2 separate regions of the Gossypium hirsutum genome follow, and region 1 is linked to region 2. A link is a contact called in public Hi-C data. All regions are on one chromosome and are shown on one strand. The core of a region is the stretch at or near the end of the contact, and the rest is flanking DNA. Distances in the headings are between cores, read along the strand shown. Region 1 holds the start of LOC107908333. Region 2 holds the start of LOC107945865 (plastidial pyruvate kinase 2).

Region 1 (4,442 bases), core at 1,461-3,960, 490 kb after region 2:
AGGTTACTGTTTTGTCAATTACTCCAAAGTTGGATGACTGTTGGTGTAATTTACCCTTAATTTTATCTATCATTATGAAAATTAAATCAATTTTCATTTATTGAAATTCAATTTTGAAAATAGAGTTGTTGTTTTAATAAGTATTAAAACAATCCATATTCAATTATAGGAAATAAAAATATTTCATTAAATAATAAATACCGAAAACTAATTTAAGTAAATTCGGCATGAATGAGTAGGTTAGCTTTTATAAACTGGTTTTAACTCTTGAACCCAAAGGAATTGCAGTTCAAGATCATTTACTAATAACACTACATTTTTGTTAAAAATATTCACACTCTTGTATAACTAAATTTTAATTTGTTAATGAAATAATAAGTTACCTTGTAATCACTAAATTTTAATTTGACGAAAGCCTCACGTAGCACAGACATTGCCTGACATGTATTCATCATCTCACCACCTCTCCCCCTCACAATTCACACACCTCCATTATCTCAATCACCTTCAGCCTCACCTCTCTTTCAATCCACCATCACCCAACCAACATTAAATGCCAAAACACATTTCCCACACATCATACACAAAAAACCCAACGCAATAATAAAACCATGTTAGATTTGTTTTGGATTTCATGGTTTTCTCAGTTGTTCTTCAGTGAAATGTAAGGGGAGAAAAAGGACGGCTCGTCAGTATTTTTTGACGGAGAAGACATGTGATGGACGGCGACAGTTAGGGTTTTCTAAGGGATAAAAAGAAGAAAACTGGAGGCCACGATTGCTTCGGCCGAAAGAGGTGACAGGCAATGGAGACTTTGAATGGCGGCTAGAGTTCGTGAAAGGAGGAGAAAGAATAAAGAAAGAGAATCAAATCAAAGGACATGGAAGACACGGGGTTTAACAGCAATATTTTTACCAATTGAGATTTCTGTCAATTGAGATTTCTGTCATGCCTTTGATGTTGTGTAACAGCTGAATGAGTAAAATGTAAATGTTACAAACAGGTGTGATACAAGCTAAATGTCGTAGGTTGAAGCAATCACTTCCAAATGCGCAATACCCTGATTCAATATTGTTAACCATCATCAGCTCACCTCTATGTTAAGGCATCAGATAAGATAAAGAGCAAGTTATGGTACTGAATGACCGATATGTGACAGTCAATCAAATGAAATGATATTGATTCATTGACCAGATTCTAAGAGATTGATTGAGCACTGAAATGTTTCAACTCAATCCACACACACCAACAAAGAATTTCAAACAAGCCCCTAGAATACAATTTTGAGTAAAACCTCATCTCAAAGCAAGCAAACACATTCCCTAAAAACCAAACCCTTTATCTACCATAAGAAACTTAAAACTGATATAGCTAGAATTCAAAGGCAACCAACCTTTACTGACTGTACAAAGACCGGCTCCAACAAGCTCACTCCAGTTATTAGCCTCCAAAAAATGAGAAAAACCCACGCTTTTTGGGCTCCTCCTCAACCATAACAGCCTTCATGCTATCCTGCTCAACAAGCCTCCAAGCGGCTTGCTCGAAGGCCAACCCAGCAAGCGTGGGAGGCTTATTCAGAACAAGTGGGTACCCTCTGTTGGTGCTTCTGATAACCTCGGAATCCTCAGGAATTACCCCCAACAATGCTAACCCCAGCATTTCTTGCACATCCAAAACCGACATCATATCTTCTCCCTTTATCATATCCGTCCTCACTCTGTTTACTATCATCTTTATATCCCTTATCCCATCACATTCTAACAGCCCTGTCACTCTATCCGCATCCCTTAAACTCGTTATGTCCGGCGTCGTCACCAAAACCGCCTCGTTTGCTGGCGTTATTGCCGTTATGAACCCTGCGTCAATCCCCGCCGGACAATCTATTAGTATGAAATCCGGTGACCCTTCCTCACGCGCTTTCAGTGCGTCCACTAACCAAACCAACGCTTTCCCACCGAATCCAATGGGGAGCTTCGATCTGGGCTTGGAAATGCAAAGCAATTCGAAGTTCGACCATCGCTTATCTCTTACCAATGCCTGGTCCAGTCGGCAATCGCCATTGAGTACCTCCACGACCGTATAGTTCACGCGATTCTCCAGGCCTAACAGGAGGTCTAGGTTACGGAGGCCAACGTCGGCGTCGATGGCCACTACGGAGAACCCCAGACGAGCTAAGGAAAGACCCACATTGGCGGTGGTTGTGGTTTTTCCGACCCCGCCTTTTCCGGATGTTATAACGACGACGCGTGGAGTCTCACCGGCCAGCTCAGGCTTTCTATTCCATTGAAGGACAGAAGAAATGGGGGCGGGCTTCGATTTGGGGTAGGGTTTTGGAGGTTTTAGGCATTTGGGGTACAAAAGGGGGTTGAGCGGATAGTCGAGGAGAGTGGGCTTAGGATTTGAGGAGAAGAGCTGCAAGGAGAGCATTTCTATTTTAGGGTTTTAGGAGGAAGAGGAAGGAGATAGAGATGGAGATGGAGATGGAGATGGAGATGGAGATGAAAAATCATTCGATTGGAGACATTAGCAGAGAGAAGCACAGCAACAAATGGAAAGAGAGGAATGCCATCAAAAATCAGAGCATGGAATGGTATTTGGGCCATTTGGGCTCTAAATGGGCCTCTGTTCAGATTTAGTTGGGATTCAAATCCTTCAACAAAAAAGGGTAAACCACATTAGTAGTCACCCGAGTATGGTATTCTTTTTCTTAGTCATCCAATTATAAAAAGTTACATAATAGTGACTCAACTATTTAATTTTATCTTTTTTGGTCAACTCACTATCTTATATTTTTGGGTGTTTTCATTTTTAAGTTAGCCAGCTGGTGACAGAAAAGGACAATTAAATAGTTAGATGATCATTTTATAACTTTTCATAATTAGATGACCAAAAAAGAAACAATCCATAGTTGGGTGACCTCTGTTGTAGTTTGCCCATAAAAAAATCAGTTGGGGGCGATGAAAGGGAGAGGCAATCAATCCATCACGCAATAATTGCCAAGTGGCGTGACATCAGTCGTGACACCGCACCCTCCACAGTTACCCAATCCACTGACAATTAACAAACCCACAAGAGAAAAAGTCATGGAAGATCAATGTTACCGGTTACCCCCTCATGGTTCATATGTATATGCCACGTGTCCGTATCTCGTTGGCTGGTCACAACCATTTCCATCACCCTCCTTTCCACCCTCGTTGTTGTTTTTTTTTATATCCTCTTTTCCACTTTATCTCTGATTTTCTACAGATCCAAACACGCACCTTTTCTTTCCTTTCCCATTTTTGTCCATACTACAACGACTCTTGGTAGAGGACCCTTTTTCTCTCTTAATATTCGTCTTGATAAGGTTTGGTTCATCTATATTTTATTTATCTCTTGGTTTTCTAGGCAGTGATTTTCCTCTTTTGATTGACGATAGGTATTTGGATCTGATGCCGATTAATGATTTAAAGTTATTTATCTTTATTAAAGATGGCATTTTCTTTCCCATTTCGGTAATGGTACTCTGCTACTTACATCTAAATTTAGGGTTTTAGGACAAACAATTGGACAGACTCGATGCACCTTCTGTTTGGGTTACCAAAGATAGGAAAAAATGGAATTTTAGATTGGAAGTAAGTCAAATTTCACAGTAAAAGTAAGAACTCTGTTATTATAAATTTGAATAAAGTTGTTTTTATCCTCTTCATCCCTTTTTGGGCGTTGGGATCAGATCGTTTTGGGGGTAAAATTGGATGATATTTTAGCAAGTTTGACTTTGTTTTGCTCTTGAATCACAGTCCTACTGAACTGTGTGATGGGTTAGGTTTCTGGAAATTTACTTCATGCTCGCTTATACTATGTTCTCATTGATATTCATCTGAATTTTCAATTTTAACTTCCTAATGGATATTTTGTCTGGCTCTGATTTACTCTCAATTTACACACTGAGACTCCACTTGTTAAGTGCTTGGGAAAGGCTGTATGCTTCATTCTAAATACATGCTAGTAATTTGTCTCACCATTACCATCAATCTTTTAGTTCATCCAACTTTACATATTTGTATGATTTAAGTTCAGACTTTGAAGTTTGGTTGGATGTTTTAATGACTCATATGTTCTGCTTGTTGACTGCAGTTGGGTAGGCCATGTGAGTAACGCTTGGGCAGGGATAAGGATATTGGTCCTGTTAGTGTGCAGAAGATGGGAAAATGCAAGGGTTGTGGGAAATTAGGGAGGATGTTGCCAAGAGATGGGCCTGTGAATGCTTACTATTCATCTCTACTGTGTTCCCCTGTTGTGTCTGTTTGGGATTGCATTGTCCGCAAGATGAGATATTCCTATAGACCTGAGTGGGTGTAGTAGTCTTGGTGTTATATTAGTTCGTAATAAGACAATAAAATTAGAAATAGGTAGCATCAAAACTTCTATTTTAGGGAAAAGGCTAAAAAGTAAAAAAGAGA
Region 2 (4,612 bases), core at 1,009-3,508:
GTTTAGAAACTTCATGCATGTGCCACTGTGATCAGCCTTAGGTTCAACTTTCATCAGGTTCTTCCCTCTTAAGCAGTCAGACATGCGAGGAACGTCCAATTTGGAGTTTTGAAGGTTTCCAGTGACCATGTGTGTAGAGAGAAAAGAAGCTTTGTGGGAGTTTCAGCAGAGAGGGTGAAGGAAAGTGTTGAAAGTTTGATTAGTTGTAAATTGCAGAGTGTATGTGACAGATGTTGATGTAATAAGTTGTTGCGTTGAATAAAACTAAAGTTGTGTTTAAAAAATGCGAGAGTTTTCAATTTTAATTGGGAGTTGTAATTCAATCAAATTAGAGGAGCCATATTCCTATTTCCTACTAAGACACTAAAGAGGGCATGGAAAGTAACTGTTTTAAAATTTCTCACAGAGAATATTACCTTTTTCTTATTTATTTAATATTTTTTTGCCACAAAATTATAATACATTATTTAATTTTAAATATATTTTAAATGCCACTTAAATTTAAATTAATATTCTAATTTAATAATATGAAATATTTAAATTCTATTTTCAATTTAATCATATTATTAATTTATTTTATTTAAAATAAATAAATAAATAAAATTAAAATAAATAGATTAAATTACTTGTTTGCTACTAATAAACTAACTTTTTAAGTACTAAATATCACTAAAAAAATTAAAAACAATCAAATTTATATTTTATTTAATGGGGAAATTTTGAAATTTACCATCACATTTTTAATCTCTACAATTAAAATATATAAGTAATTAAAATAAAATATTGGTTGAGTGATAAATTTAAAGTTTTTTCAATGTAACTGGCATGAGTTTAAATTTCACCATATGCAAATTTTATTACTTTTTTAATTAAAAGGACAAAAACACCTTCAAATAATATAAAATTTTTTAAACAGGAAAGATCATTTTTGTAATTTTCAAATCGAGTTGGTGTCTGATTGACTTGTGACACCAACTCAATCAGGGATTTATTAATATTATAGATATATACATTTCATTGTTACTATTTCCATAATAAATAAAAGGCATAATGATAAATTTAGCCCTTAATGTTTGCATTTTTTTTGTCTATTTAATCATTATTCCATTTTTTAGCTAAATTTAGCTCTTAACCTTTCAAAAAAGAGTCAAATCATTTTTTTAATGAAAATACTGATTAAAACATTAATTTTTTAACGTTGTTGATGGAGCAACTCGCATGACAATTTATGTGCTTATCCTACTAACATAACACCATTTATCTTATATGTTATGTCAACAAATAAATCAAAAATCAAAAATCAAAAATCAAAAATCAAAAATCAAAAATCAAAAATCAAAAATCAAAAATCAAAAATCAAAAATCAAAAATCAAAAATAAAATTAAAAAATATAAAAATTTAATAAAAATTTTAAAAATTAACATGAAATACAAGTGGATTGTCATGCAAGTTGCTTTATTTAAAATTTTAATATTTTAGTTAGCATTCTAGTTGAAGGAAAAATTATTTTTGCTAGCATCCTCGTTGAAGGAAAAATTATTTTTGACTATTTTTTAAAAAATTAATAAATAAATTTAACTTTTTTTAATAGGTTGAGGATTAAATTTAACTAAAATAAATTTATTTTCAAAACATTAAGAGATAAATTTAAAATTATAACTAAAATAAATTCAAAATTTAAAAATTTAAATCCATATACCCAATACAAAACACAAGTTTAATGTTTAATGAAAAGAATGGAAATGCTTGTCAAAGTCAAATCATAAACGATACATGCGGAAAACCACGAGAGGCAAATTGAAATTGGAAATCCTATGGAGGGTTCAACTTTAATCCCAACCCAGAACAAGACCAACGTTATGATGACACTTGAACAAAAAAGTGACGAATGATACCAGGGGTTCCGACACCACGTTGTATAACAACAATAATAAATTGTCTTCTTTGTTTTAATAATAATAATTTGCCTAATTTCCATCCATTTTTTTGAAAAGAACAAATTTTAATGGGTATTTATATATATGAAATTTTAATTTAATTTAATTTTAATATATTATTAATATAATTATTTATATAATATTATTTTATGATTATATATTCTATAAATAAATAATTATATTTATTACATATAAAAATATATTAATGTATTTATTTCATTAAATTTATATAATTAAATTAAAATTAAAATTAAAATTTTAAATATATATTTAAATCACAATAAAAAAAATATATATCTACATTAAATTAAAATTTATATGTATAATTTCACATTAAAAAAAACAGTTTGAATAAAATAGGTGCATAGTGTTTGTCGATACAAACTAAGCACACTTCATTCTGCAGCGTCCTCTTTTAAAAGTCATTGTTTTAGCGGCGATTGCTCCAACCTTCAATTTTATCAGCGAAACCCCATCGCCTTCCTCTCCCCTGAAACCCTTTCTATCTCTCATTTTAGCAATGGCTCAAGTGGTGGCCACTAGATCCATCCATGCTAACTTCTTCAGCAAGGCCTCCGGATCCCTTCAGGACCCAGTGGAGAAGCTTAAGCCTGCGTCCTTCGCTTCCAAAGTACTCTTACCTGACCACAGGAAGAGCAACGCCGTCGTGCTTACTAGGAACTCTAGGATTACTGCTAAGAGAGCCGCACGTGCCGAGCCTGAACTTATTCCCGTTTCACCTGAGGATGTACCTAAGGTTTGGCCCACTCCCGACCTCTCTGATCTTCCGCTTTGATTATGAATTTGGTTGCTGCCATCTCATGCTAAAAGAAAAAATATAAAAAAAACGCATTAGATCTTTGTTAACTTTTTCGATTTTTCTAGCGGCTAAGAAAGCAATAGGCGTGGTATTATATAAGTGGAGTGATCTTATTATCATGGAGCATGCTGATTGTTTTTTTTTTAATAAGAATGGAGTGTGTCAAGTTGAATAAGGTCATGTTTGTATTTTCGAAAATGCATTATCCTATTAGTGAAACTTGCACAATCCATAAATGGAAATGGTGGTTTTTTTTTCTCTAAAATGAGGAAACTTCCTGGTCACTTTGGACTATAAATGAGAAATATTTAGGACTCGAGTCAAAATTTCCGCTGAGATCTTTTTACAAGCCAGTCTTTGGTGCACTGTCGGTTGATTTTGTGCTAAAGAAATTATCCAGAGAATAATAAGTAACATGGGGCATAACTTTCACCTGTTTGCCCTTGCCGTTGAAAGAAAAGGAACCTTGAAGTGTATAACAACTTAAGTGTTTGGTTAAAATGATGAAGTTCCAGTTACACGGTGTATTTCACTTGAAATTTCTGCTTTACACTGGTATAGGATGGTGGCATTGCCGTTGAATGACATAGTCACTATGCTTTGAATTGCCATTATATCTATGCTCAAATAACTTATCATGGACAGTTGAAGAGAGAAAATCACCAGAAATCATTGCTTGTAACTTTTCTTACTTTTTTTCTTCAGAGGGAGGAGCAATATGAGCAGTTAAGGGGGATTCAGCAAGTAGGTGATGGATCAGTGGGTATGTGGTCCAAGCCTACTGTTAGGCGTAAAACAAAGATTGTTTGTACTATTGGTCCTTCAACAAACACAAGGGAAATGATATGGAAATTGGCTGAGGCTGGAATGAATGTTGCTCGCTTGAATATGTCTCATGGAGACCATGCATCTCATCAGAAAGTTATTGATTTAGTCAAGGAATATAATGCACAATCCAAAGACAACACTATCGCAATCATGCTTGACACCAAGGCAAGTTCCCTCAACTTCATTTGCCTTTTTACAGTGTAAAAGCAGTTATGCCAGGTTGCTTGAGCCAACAGTTTGGTGTTGTCAGACTTAGACATCAGTGATACCTTTCTTTGTCAAAATTATTGTCAGAATTTTGTCATCTTAGACAATGTTCTTAACAAAAACCTATATGAACATGCCAATTGTTTCTTGGATTTTGGATACAGGTTCTGTTATGGTCATCATGACACTCTATTTTGGAGTAAGACTGCCAAGTATGTACAAGTGACAGTATGTTAGTATATGGTTTGGGTACTTATTAGAGTCTGCAATACAAATATAAGTCTACATGTGTGTGTGCATATGGTTTTTGTCTTTATTCGTTTGTTTTACTTGTGAGGTTATGAGCCATTAAAATTGTTGGACGTAGTGTTGTAGGCAACAATTATATAACTGGATATTATGTGATTTTCGTCTGATAGTTCTATTAGTTCAGTTTCTGTAAACCTTCATTTATTATGTTCTTATGTTATTTTGGCTCTGTTTGTTAGGGTCCTGAAGTTAGGAGCGGTGACTTGCCTCAACCAATCACATTAACAACTGGGCAGGAATTTACTTTTACAATTAAGAGAGGAGTTGGGACACCTGATTGTGTCAGTGTCAACTATGATGATTTTGTTAACGATGTAGAAGTGGGTGACATGCTTCTTGTTGACGGTATGCTGTCTTGAAACTTCAAGAGATTGTGAAAGTATTCAGGTTTTGTTAACTTTTGATGTTTTATATGCTTGTTAATAACAATACCTCCCTTCTCCCCCGCCCCCTTTTTTTCCCTGACACCAGCAGCAAGCATGCATGCGCAAACTCACTTTGCCTTCAGTC

Evidence for each region. Hi-C and Micro-C count contacts between places; a contact is called where the count stands out from the background.
Region 1: a Hi-C map of leaf shows a contact between it and region 2, with 3 times the contacts expected there. The contact joins the promoter of LOC107908333 here to the promoter of LOC107945865 in region 2. A contact is called at or near these places in 8 of 34 Hi-C or Micro-C datasets (anther, callus, fibers and 3 more).

Annotation. Positions count from the first base shown.
Region 1 is chrA08:62,867,071-62,871,512 of Gossypium_hirsutum_v2.1, forward strand. It overlaps LOC107908333, which reads left to right and starts at 2,711. Exons shown (of 2, transcript XM_016835549.2): 1 at 2,711-3,346; 2 at 4,117-4,442. It overlaps LOC107908590 (putative septum site-determining protein minD homolog, chloroplastic), which reads right to left and starts at 2,541. Exons shown (of 3, transcript XR_005899474.1): 1 at 1,394-2,541; 2 at 384-1,060.
Region 2 is chrA08:62,380,689-62,385,300 of Gossypium_hirsutum_v2.1, forward strand. It overlaps LOC107945865 (plastidial pyruvate kinase 2), which reads left to right and starts at 2,259. Exons shown (of 12, transcript XM_016880020.2): 1 at 2,259-2,695; 2 at 3,464-3,751; 3 at 4,282-4,447. The coding sequence starts at 2,459. It overlaps LOC107945852 (S-type anion channel SLAH2), which reads left to right. Exons shown (of 6, transcript XM_016880007.2): 6 at 1-284.